Regions from separate parts of the Mus musculus genome. Here region 1 is linked to region 2. Evidence: chromatin contacts called from public promoter capture Hi-C data. All regions are on one chromosome and are shown on one strand. The core of a region is the stretch at or near the end of the contact, and the rest is flanking DNA. Distances in the headings are between cores, read along the strand shown.

Region 1 (5,640 bases), core at 1,295-3,794, 110 kb after region 2:
GGAGACACAGCCTCTCTTTGGCCTGGAATTCATCAAGTGGGCTAACCTAACTGGCCAGAGTACCCTCAGTGATCTTTCTATCTCTACCTTTCCAGCACTGGGATGACAAGCATGTACCACCAGAAGTATTTTATGTGTGTAGATGTTTTGCCTGCATTTAAGTCTGTACCACATGTGTGTTCTGTGCCTATGTAGAGAGGGTACTGATCCCAGGAAATGGAGTTACAGACACTTATAAACCACTATGTGGGTGCTTCAAGTTGAACTGGGTGCTCTAGAACAACAGCCAATGTTGTTAAACACAGAGCCTGCTACCCTAGCTTTTTTTTTTTTAATGTGAGCTATGGGGAATTGAATTCAGGTTATCACACTTGCAAGGGAAGTATTTTACCAACTGAGCCATCTTCCAAGTCAAGTGTCTTTGTTGCATGTTGTCAAGGGCCACATCACAGCATGGGCTCTCAGAGGTGAGATGACCTTGGTCCCCAGCCAGAGTCATCATATATGCTGGGGTGCCCAGGAGCTCCTCTCCCTGTCCTCCTCACTTTCTTGGAAGCAGTTACTTAGCAGACAACACTCACCCTCTACAGGCTCCCAACCATTACTGTGTGGCCTCCCATAAACAATCATCCGGGTGGGAAATAGATTCTTCAGATGGAGAGGTACCTTCAGACAAACTAACCCTGGGTAGCACCAGGTATGCAAACATGCAGCTGTGTCTGTCTCAAAAACAGTAAAATGGAGAGCAATACAGAGAGAGAGAGACACCCAATGCCAACCTCAGGCCATGAAACGTACACGCAAGTGCAACAATGCATACAACACACATATATACCAAACATACAAAGCAAACATCTCCCATGGAACGTGAGAACAGGAGTCACTTTTAACCTATATGCTTCCCTCTTCTTCCAGCTTGAAAAGTGTTCTCTCATCACTATGGTGACCTGCTACTAGGTGCCTGGTGTGTGGCAAGGCTGCCTGCACACTGAATTCCTTACTGCAGAAAAAGATGTGCCTGACTGCTTGCATAGAAATGATGTTAGTTGATATATTAGGCTACAGGGATGCCTAACTTATTTTCGCCTGATTCTTCTTCCTTCAATATCACTACCAGAAAGTTTAGAAACCTATATGACAGACAGTGCCATTTCTACTGGTCAGTGTCATTCTGTGGCAAAGAACTCCAAAAGTAAGGGGCACGCAGCAGGGGCTCTGGTGTCAAGGATAAAGTTCCACCCCTTCCTGCTCCACAATGCCACACCCACCCTCATAGGGAGAGGAAAAGACACAAGCCACTGCAAAGTTACAAATTTATTGGTCTGGAAATAAATACAAACATCTTATTAAGAAACTGCCCTGGAGAGACATATACAGTGATTTCTTGTCAGCATTCAATCACCCTGGCCTGGATTCCTGATCTTTCTACACAAGGTCAGTGGAACTCCTCCTCCACGGTAGGAGTTGGCAGGTAAACTGATCCCTTGTCTCTCATGCCGCCTATAGGGCATAACTACTTTTCCTCTAGCAACTCCAAGATCCTGGAAGTCGCCAGGCCTTGAGGGCTGACTCCCAACGATCAAGTGTCTCTGATCTGATCACATTTCCTATAGGAAAGGTTCAAGGTTAGCCACAGTAAGAATCAAAAGGCAGTAGTATGGAGCATGGGCATTAGGCTGGCATTGCTTAAGAGGCCAATGCTACAAACCCAGTCAGCAGGAGGGGCAGGAGAGGGAAGCAAGTTCCCGTGGAATGTACAGAACCCAAAACCAGTCCTTCCCCCACTAGAACATACGGTTCTCTCTGAAGAACCAGCGATGGGCCAGTTAAGAGACATTCAGCTATCAAGTTTCAAATCAATGCCAGACATCAATTATGGGAGACAAGGTGTGACTCAGTCACACAAGATTCCAGATCAATGAAATCACACCCACCAGGTTCTAGCACTTGGCCCTACCATGAGTCCTCAAAATCCCAGGGCCATTCTATCCCCACCCTTCCCATCCTAAAGACTCATCCCAGACAAGGACCCCTGTCACCTGCTGGGTTCTCCCTCTGCCTCAAAGAATGCAACAACAAATCAAAACCATCTTCCCGAGGGACAGAGGTGTCATCCACTCATTCACTGTGGAATGGGAGCGGGGTACAGTAGACTGCATAGCAAGAGTCTTAAATCACTGATGCCCCACATTTGCTGGATCACTTTCTCTATAAAGCCTGGGGTTTGTTACCAGTTTTTCTTGCACGTTAAAAGGTTGCCAGAAAAACAGGTTGTGGGTTTCAGTGTCCAGAACTTTAAAATCAATTCCTTCAAGTGAGCCTAGTAGACTTGTTGTGTTTTTCCTCTACCTGCCCTAGACCCTGCCTTTTTTTCTCTTCCTTTCTTGGTTTCTCTACTTAAAATAAGGCGCCCAACTTTCCTGCCTCTCTCTCTCCTTTCAAAACAGAAGTTTGTTTCCAGGAATGAGTTTAGTGGGGAGGAAACAGGAAGTAGGCAGGTTGGCAAAACGCCTATGAACCAGAATGCTGGATCAGCCTGGGCTTGGAGCCAGGCAGTGTTACAGCTATCTATTTCTTAGTTTTGGCAGTTTGGTGTCTGAGGGTAGAGAGAGGGTCCACCAGGCCACTTGTTAGCAGAACAGTACGCTGAACTGCTTCTTGCCTTTGGTCCACCACCACCCACCCTGGTCCCAGGAGGCAGTCAGAACAGCCTGGGTCTGCCACCGCCAGAGTTCATTCTTACAAAAGCAGCTTTAGATTAATACCGCATTAGCGTAGGGTGGCAGGCAAGGGTTGGGGGCTAAGGGAGAGGCCACCAGTCCAGGGTGACTGATGCACAGATTGCTTAGCAGGACACCTCCATGGACTTGGGCCCGGCATTGTTTCCGGTGGCACCCGAGTTGGGGGTGATGTTGAGACGGGCATCCTCACTGGTATGGGAGCGGCTACGGGACCCCTCACTGGTGTGCGAGCGGCTTCGGGGGCCCTCGCTGGTATGGGAGCGGCTACGGGTGCCCTCCAGGGATGTGACACTGGAGCCAGAGGCTGTGCGGGACCGCATCAGGCGAGTCATGCTGGCAGAAGGCACTGGGAACACAGAAGACAAATATGGTTAGGATACAGGAAGCCTCTACAGGTGTGGGACTCTACCCCTGGCTGCCAGCCATGACAGTTAATCGTAAGAGCCCAGCTGAACACCACTTCTCTATTGTCTTCATCCTGTGAGCCATCTACCTTCTGTGTCACTCACAAAGAGGACAGTAAAGTCCAATATGTGGGAAAGGCACATAACAATTACATGGCAAGAGTCCTGAGCCATGACCTGGGTCTGACCCCCAGTTTGTTATGTGCTTATTAGCTAGGTGACCACCAGATCATCACACTTGAAGCCTTCCCATTTTCATTTGCAAAATGAAGACTTCGTGTAACCTCCTCTTAAATGTACTGTCAGTAGGCAGTAGAATGTGGAAGCCAGCAAGGTTAGTTCCTGCACATCCCAAGAATAACCCCCAAGGTCTCACCACATGGTTCCTAAGGAAATGTTAGCCATCTGTCTGCCTTCCAAAAGCCTGCTAGCTCTCAAACCTTAGCATGACCAAAACTGCGCATACCACAGCAGATGACTGACAGAATGGGATACAAGACAATCCTCCTCCTATCTAGGGTGGCAGTGCTCCCCCCAAATTCATGCTCACCTGAAACTTCAGAATATGACCTTGTTTGGAATACTTAGAGATATTTAGTTAAGACAAGGTCCTTCTGGATTAGAATGATCCCTAATCTAAAGCCCAATATCATTAAAAAGAAAACAAGAGAGAGCCACCCCATATGGATGGAGAGATTGGTGTAATGCAGCCAGAAGCCACAGAAGGCCTATGATGTAGTCAGCAGAATCCAGAAGGCAAGAAAGGGCCTTGAAAAGTGAGCCCAGCCCTGTCCAAACCTTGACCTCAGATTTGCAGCCTCTGAAGTTGTAGGAAAAATGCATTCTTGACGCTTAAGAGCTTTATTTGTGGGGATCTCTTAGGTTACTCATTGGGGTGACTAATGCCACACCCCAATGAAGCACAGCCCTAGATCAGACACCCAAAATTGGATTAGTCCTTGCTCAGTGGAATTCACTCCTTAAAGAATTAGTGTTGTTCCTGGTTTGTCTGTCTGTCTGACTTTCCCTTTCTTCCTTTCTTCCTTCTTTTCTCTCTCCCCTTCTCTTTCTTTCTTTCCCTCTTTCTTTCCTTTCCTTTCCTTTCCTTTCCTTTCCTTCCTTTTCCTTTCTTTCCTTTTCTTCCTGGTTGTTGTTTTTATCCATTAGTTTTTGGTTTTGAGCAAAGCTCCATTTATCCCAGGCTGGCCTTAAACTCTCTGTGTAGCTGGGAAGACCTTGAATTCACTATCCTTCCACTTCTTCATTCCAAATGCTGAGACAACAGAAGTATACCATCTCAGAACAGCCTGTTTTTAATTCAGAAAGAGGTAGGGTCAGGGCACATCTGTGACCCCTATGTTTGTTCCTGCGTCTCGATTTCTCCACCCAAATCTCTGAGTCCTGATGACCTCACCAGGAAATGACAGCTTCCCATGACACCAGACACACAATGGACGAGTCTTAGGAGCCCAGGATCACAGGCAGGCAGCCTGTGAGCTGGAACCTTCTGTTTCAGCAACCCACCCTTTGGGTCTGTGTCTCTCCCTTTTATTTTTCTCCTAGATCTATGGGACTGCCTGAATGACAAGCTCACTCTAAGCTTAAAGCAGGATACAGCGGGGTGCTCAGTCCTTCAGTTCCTTGATATAATGATCTAGCAAAGATGGCTGGGGAGATGGTTCAGTGGTAAAGAGCACTGACTGCTCTTCTTGAAGCACCTGAGTTCAAATTCCAGCAACCACGTGGTGGCTCACAACCATCCGTAGTGAGATCTGACTCCTTCTTCTGGAGTGTCTGGAGACAGCTACAGTGTACTTACATATAATAAATAAATAGATCTTTTTTAAAAAGTGATCTATCAAGGAAGCACCCTACCTTCGATCTCAGGCACTCTGGGCTCCCTCTTACATAGAGCTCTGGCTCAATCAGCTTCAAACCTCTTTGCGGCCTGCTTAGCCTCTCCCTTCTAGGATTATTATGATGGTATGGTTAAAGGAGACAAAAATCCTTATTAATCCTTCATCACCGTTATCATCTCTATCGTTGCTACAACTGCTGGTCTCCTGAGTGAGCATGTGATCAAAATTAGGGGCATTCCTTATTCAGCTGCTGGTCATTGTTTTGGTTGTTGTTGGGTTTGTGGTTTTTTGTTGTTATTGTTGGCAATGGTGGTGTTTAAAGAGATAGTCCTAGCCTAGAATAGTGCTTCTTGTCTGTAATCCTAGCACTTGGGCGACTGAGGCAAGAGGACTATTAGGAGTTCAAAGACCAGCCTTGCCAACAACAATATTGTCTCATTCTTGCATCAAATGGTTTTTAAATGTTCTCATGTAAAGCTAAATAAATGTCAGATGTGAAGCAACTTCTTCTATCTATATCTATATAGATATAGATATGTGTATATTTATATCTATATAGATATAAAATCAGACTGAACACACGATGAGGTCCTCTGAGAACACGCTGCACAGATAGGCTAGCACCATCTTAGTTTG
Region 2 (5,937 bases), core at 1,641-4,140:
AGGATCACTCAGTGAAGTAGGGCACTGTGGTTTCTACCGTTGCTAAGGGGACAAGATCCCCTATCATGGGTCAGCTGCCACAATCCCCAGCTGGAACTGGCAACCCCCTAACTGAAACAATTCACAGCTCATTTCTTTGAATTTAGTTCTCCTGGAGGCTTTAAGCTCAGCGAGAGATATGCTGTAAAGCAATTTGGTGTTTCATGGCAGATATGTGAGGCTATCAGTAGGTCCCAAGTCTGGGAAGTTCAGGGTTTATTTTCCTTCTTTCTATATAAATGTTGGAAAAAAATAGATGATGAGAAATCCAAGCTTAAGAACCAGGTAGCATCCCTTGAGTGAAAAGAATCAGGTACTAGTGTACTTGGTTAGGCAGCTCTAATGCACTTAGATGCTTTTCCTACCTGTGAGGACATCCTGTCTCCTGCAGATGTATAACCAGAGCTCACCTATTCTCTGTAGATCTCAGAGCTCCCCTAACCAGAAGTGAAAACTCCCTCTTTGACACTCTTGGGAGCTGTATTTGCAACACAGGAGTCAAAGTCAAGAGACGGAGGCCAGATAGCTAAAGGCAGGGCTATATGGCCTTGTACAGATTTCCAAGTCTCTCACAGAGCATAATATAATACTTCTTGCTTGTGAGGACTCATGGGGAAATATACATGCATTTCCTAGTGTACTGTAAAACCATCAAACCCTCCATTTCTGTAAACCCTTGGTAAAACCATAGTGGATCTGATAAATGGCACAGGAGGTGGTGAGTCTAACATAGAGCCACTGAACCTACCCTGAAGAGGTGACCCACAAGTATCCACTGAATGAATGAAGAAAGAGACTGTGCCTGGGGAATAAGAGCATTTGTATTTATTTCCTCTTAGCCTGTCTTTCCCATGTAGAGACGAGTAGACAGTTCCATTCCTCAAGAAGTGCTAGTTCTGCTTTGGGATTGGCTTAGAGTTAGAGAAGTAGCCTGTGGGAAGATCTGAGTTTACCCACTGCAAACCGTTTCTAAACCGGCGTGTGTCATCAAGCACTGTCTTTGCAAGAAGACTCCTGGGACTGTAGTTCCTCAACAAAAGAAAAAAGTAGAAGCTCTTCCCCATGACCCCTTCTGCTCAGGAGGTTTGCAGAAGTACCAAGACTCACTAGAATCCTATTCAGTCCTTGCTCAATTAATCCCACTAATGTGCCTCCAGAGCCTGGGTGGTTCTCAGCTCCATATGAGTAATTTACTATCTTCCAGATATGTTAGCTTGATCGCCATTGTCTTTCCTGTTGAAATAGTTGTGATGGAGCCTCTGTGGGGTAGCAAATGGCAGAGATATGGGGAGACAGGGCTGCCACTTGATCTACCCTCTTGAGCTAACCTTGAATGGATGAAGGGACAAGAGAAAAGCAGGACAAGACAACGTGGTGGGGGCCCTGGTGCACAGGGACCCCAGAAAACGCATCTAGCAAGACTTTGGTGACCAAGACTGAGTAGGAGATCCTTAAAAGTTGCAGAATTTGATACAGCTAGACATCTGAGGGTCTCATGAGATGTTTGCTTCACACCTCTTTCTCAATTCCTGTTTTTGTAGGATGACTACATTTCTTGTCTTGTCTGGAGTTGATAGTGATGGCATTACTGGCCACTGACAGTCATCTTAGCTCTTTGACTCATTCTCTGTCCCTCTCAAATCTACCTAAACGGGCTAATAAATAATCCTGCATCCCCTCCTTCTGATACTATCCCTATTGTCCTGGGCACTTCATGGATACTCACCAGGGTGTTGTTGATCATGCCATGTGGCATCAGTAAGGATGAAGGATGGTAGGCATGGTGGTGGTGTCTGTCTGCAGATCAACAGTTGCCATAGTAATCTATACCTAAGGTCAAATGGTTTGCTGGCATGCCTCCTTCTATCAATAGAGCAGAACCCCTGGATGAAGGTATCCTCCTGGCTTCCATCTTTTACCCAGTGTCTCTTTATTGTTTGACTAGTCACTTCCTAACTCTTGATCATGTACTTACAGAAAAAAAAAGTTATTCTCAGGGTATTATTCATAGTCATAAACTGTTTCCATAAATAACACAGCAAATATGTACCTATAACTTACAGAAACTGAAAGAGTGACATTTCTTAAATAATATCTATAGACACATACTCTAGAACCTTCATGTGGAGCTTCAGTGGACTATCTGTGGGTATCCCATTTGGGAGATGATTACTGACAGATACCAAAGAGAAACTGGATTGTTTCTAAGCAGGAGTCTGAAAATGTTTTGAAATCATAAGAATCTCTTACAATGTCTTCCCATGAGTAGGGCATTCATGGTAAGGGAATGCTGTGGAGTTTTGCGCCTCACAGACAGCTTTTTTTTTTTTTTTTTTTTTTTTTTTTTTTTTTTTGAGACAGGGTTTCTCTGTATAGCTCTGGCTGTCCTGGAACTCACTTTGTAGACCAGGCTGGCCTCGAACTCAGAAATCCACCTGCCTCTGCCCCCAAGTGCTGGGACCAAAGGCGTGAGCCACCACGCCCGGCTCACAGACAGCATTTTTTAAGAGTGTCTAATGAGACCAGTCTTCAGCTCTGCAATCCTAACTTGCAGACACCATCAGTTCCAAGAGGCGGGGACAACAAGCAGTCAGTGTGATGCAATGTCTGTGTAGAACAAGTAGATGTTCATAGGGAGGAGGGAGCTGAGAAGACTGAGGGAATGAGTTTCAAACAGAGAGAAAAGAAGGCCCCTTCCCCTAAGATCTCTAAACACCTTAAGGCCTTAATCATGTTCTGCTGATTTGGATTCCCTGGGGCATCTTTGTGCAGAAGTTGCCGGAATTAGCCCTCTAATAGAGGAACTCACAGCAGCAACAAAGACCTATACTGGGAATCTAGAAACAGCTGGCTGCCTGGCTGGTGATAAGGCCACTGTGCTCAACTTCCTGACACTGTCCGAGGAAGACCTTGGCACCATTCTGCCCCAGCACCCTCATCGTGTGAGTAACCATGCCAAAGTAACTGGCGAGCCACCTCTGGGTATTTCAGACAGTGCAACATGAGGCTAAGATCCATAGCAAGATTGTTATCACACTCACTGAAACCCCACCTCATGCTCTCCCAGGATGCCTCCTCATGGCTGGATGCTCCACTTCCTCATGATAAGATTTTATTGTCAGAAGAAAAGCAAGCTTGAAGTTGACTTTGATGTTACTTAAGTCACTGACACGCAGTCAGAACCAGCTGGTTAGGTGTAAAACTATCAGTCAGGGTCAGCTCAGCATGCACTGATCCATGACTAATTGCACCAGCAAGGGGAGGCTGTGGAAAATGCCTTGGCTGAGATGAAACTCTAATGCTGATCTGTTAGTCTAGAGCAGCGGTTCTCAACCTAACACTTGTGACCATTTTACACAGTTCCTCATGCTGTGGTGGCCCCCAACCATAAAATTATTTTTGTTGATATCTCATAACTGTAATCTTGTTACTGTTATGAATCATAATGTAAATATCAGTCCTTAGCCTTAGCACAGACTTAGTCTTGGTCTTAGGCAAGCCCTATGAAAGCATCATTCGGCTCTCAATGTATCACAACATATAGGTTAAGAATCACTGGACTAGAGAATAGTCTACCATTTTAAAATTATAGTTTGAGCATCAATAGGAATATCAATAGTACATATTTATATGAAGAATTTTTTATAGATTACATCTTTTTATACCTGTGGTTTCATTTGATTTTCACAAGAATTCTCTGAATTACTGCTTAGGATATCTGAAAACACTGGTATTATTTTCAGGAAGCTTGGTACACATAAGAAGCCCTTTCATGCCGCCTTAAAATTCTTCCTAACAAATATATAAGTAAGGTATTTTTCTCACTCTTACTTAAACCAAAAACCTGAAGCCTCAGGACTTCAGGTTTAGCTTTTCTAAGGTTGTATAGCTTATCAGTGAGGATTGGACTTGGATTTTGGCTGATGGCCTCATAGCCCATGCTCTCAATGCTTCTCTAGTGACATTCTTATATACCCATTTAACAGATGAGGAAACTAATAAACAAAGAAAAAAGGTAATTGCTGTGCTATGAGAAGAATTTCACAAGAGCTTCCAACCTGAAATTCCATTTTCCAAATAATCTTCCTGTACTGGCTAGTTTTGTGTCAACTTGACACAGCTGGAGTTATCACAGAGAAAGGAGCTTCATTGAGGAAATGCCTCCATGAGACCCAACTGTAAGGTATTTTCTCAATTAGTGATCAAGGGGAAAGGCCCCTTGTGGGTGGGACCATCTCTGGGCTGGTAGTCTTGGTTCTATAAGAGAGCAGGCTGAGCAAGCCAGGGGAAGCAAGCCAGTAAAGAACATCCCTCCATGGCCTCTGCATCAGCTCCTGCTTCCTGACCTGCTTGAGTTCCAGTCCTGACTTCCTTGGTGATAAACAGCAGTATGGAATTGTAAGCTGAATAAACCCTTTCCTCCCCAACTTGCTTCTTGGTCATGATGTTTGTGCAGGAATAGAAACCCTAACTAAGACACTTCCTATATTTCTTCAAAATAACAATAATTTATACTTGCTTTCATCTGACAGATTTGAAGGTCATGATAGGAAATATACTTCAAAGATAGAACAAACATGGAGGTGCAAAAGTATGCATATTCTTCTTGTAGAGTCCATCATAACCTTAGCAAGAGACTGCAGGATTGCCCAGGGTAGCAACTGAAGTAAGGATCTGCTTGAGTGAGGAGCTCAGAAGCTGTCAGTGCCCTCATCCTGGTGGGAGCTGGGCTCAGACCATGAGATAAGGAAGTGAGCTGTGCCATGGAAGTGCCAAGTCCATCTGAACACATAGACTATGGGAACAGGATGTCTCAAACAGGAACTGGAAGCTACAGTCACAGGCTGCAATTCAGTGGCTCAACAGACAGCTGCGGAGATGAAAAGAGTCTCCCTCAAACATTCATTCTGTCTCCTGTAGCATGTAGAGACCCCTGTTAGAGCAATGTATTGTCTCTACCCACTCTAGCTAACTTCTGACTCTCTGTCCAGCATCACCTCCAGTGATGGCCATTGCAGATGTGAACTATTCTAACAGGTTCCCAGCTTCTTATTCTATATTCCCAAGGCCTATTTTCCCATCAAACCATGTTCTACATATATATTTCCTAGGGCAGGCTAGGTCTTGCATCTTGAACCATAGTGTTCAAGCAGCTCTCAGATCCAACTGTAAAACAAAGAAAATGTATGTCTTCTACAAAGCTACCCATAAGTGACATGAAGCTAGGCCTTCCTAGAAATGTATTAAAAACTGAAGAGTGACAGGAAGTGTTGAACCATAGTTTACCCTCTCCCCTGCCAGCTGTGGACCCAGCTGTCCCCTTCTCCCCATAGTCTCAGGGACCACTGGATGGCTGGTCTCAGGAATGAATGATAGGGACAAGCAAGTCCTCTTTACGATGGGGTGCCGACCCCACCTCAGCAATCATTAAGGTGGCATTTTTCAAGGGTGATACCTTGGTCTGGCAAGTTAGTAATTTTTAACTGCCATGCACTTAAATGGATTCTGACAGTCAGAAAGCAATGGAGTCAATTAAACATGACATATTTAACAGATGGCAAAAGGTGTTTTGTCAAGACTTTGAGACATAGAGAAAATGAGATAGGTGCAAATCCGTTCCAGAGGGGCAAAGCCCACACCAATCATGTCTATTTCCAAACAAAAGGAATGTCCAGGAAGGGGTCACTGGGGTCCTTGAGGTTTTTGTTGGAGACTGTCCCCTCACCCAGACCTTGCTCCTATGGGTTTTTGTTCCATCTCACTACTTGTTTCCCTGTGGAGTGGCCATCAATGGCCTTAGCCATACCATTTACTTGTGGCTTTATTCATGTGACATGTGCAAATGTCTGCTGTCCTATGGTAAGAATCAGTCATACTGTAGGGTAGAATCAGCTTTTA

Evidence for each region. Capture Hi-C pulls out chosen DNA fragments and counts their contacts.
Region 1: a contact with region 2 is called in a promoter capture Hi-C map of adipose tissue.

Annotation. Positions count from the first base shown.
Region 1 is chr15:66,928,022-66,933,661 of GRCm38.p6, forward strand. It overlaps Ndrg1 (N-myc downstream regulated gene 1), which reads right to left. Exons shown (of 16, transcript NM_008681.2): 16 at 1,297-3,087. The coding sequence ends at 2,846. Among named protein-coding and RNA genes, the nearest start is that of Ndrg1, 39 kb to the right of the region's middle.
Region 2 is chr15:66,815,626-66,821,562 of GRCm38.p6, forward strand. All of the region lies in intron 41 of Tg (thyroglobulin), which reads left to right. The region is part of intron 1 of Sla (src-like adaptor); the gene reads right to left. Among named protein-coding and RNA genes, the nearest start is that of Sla, 13 kb to the right of the region's middle.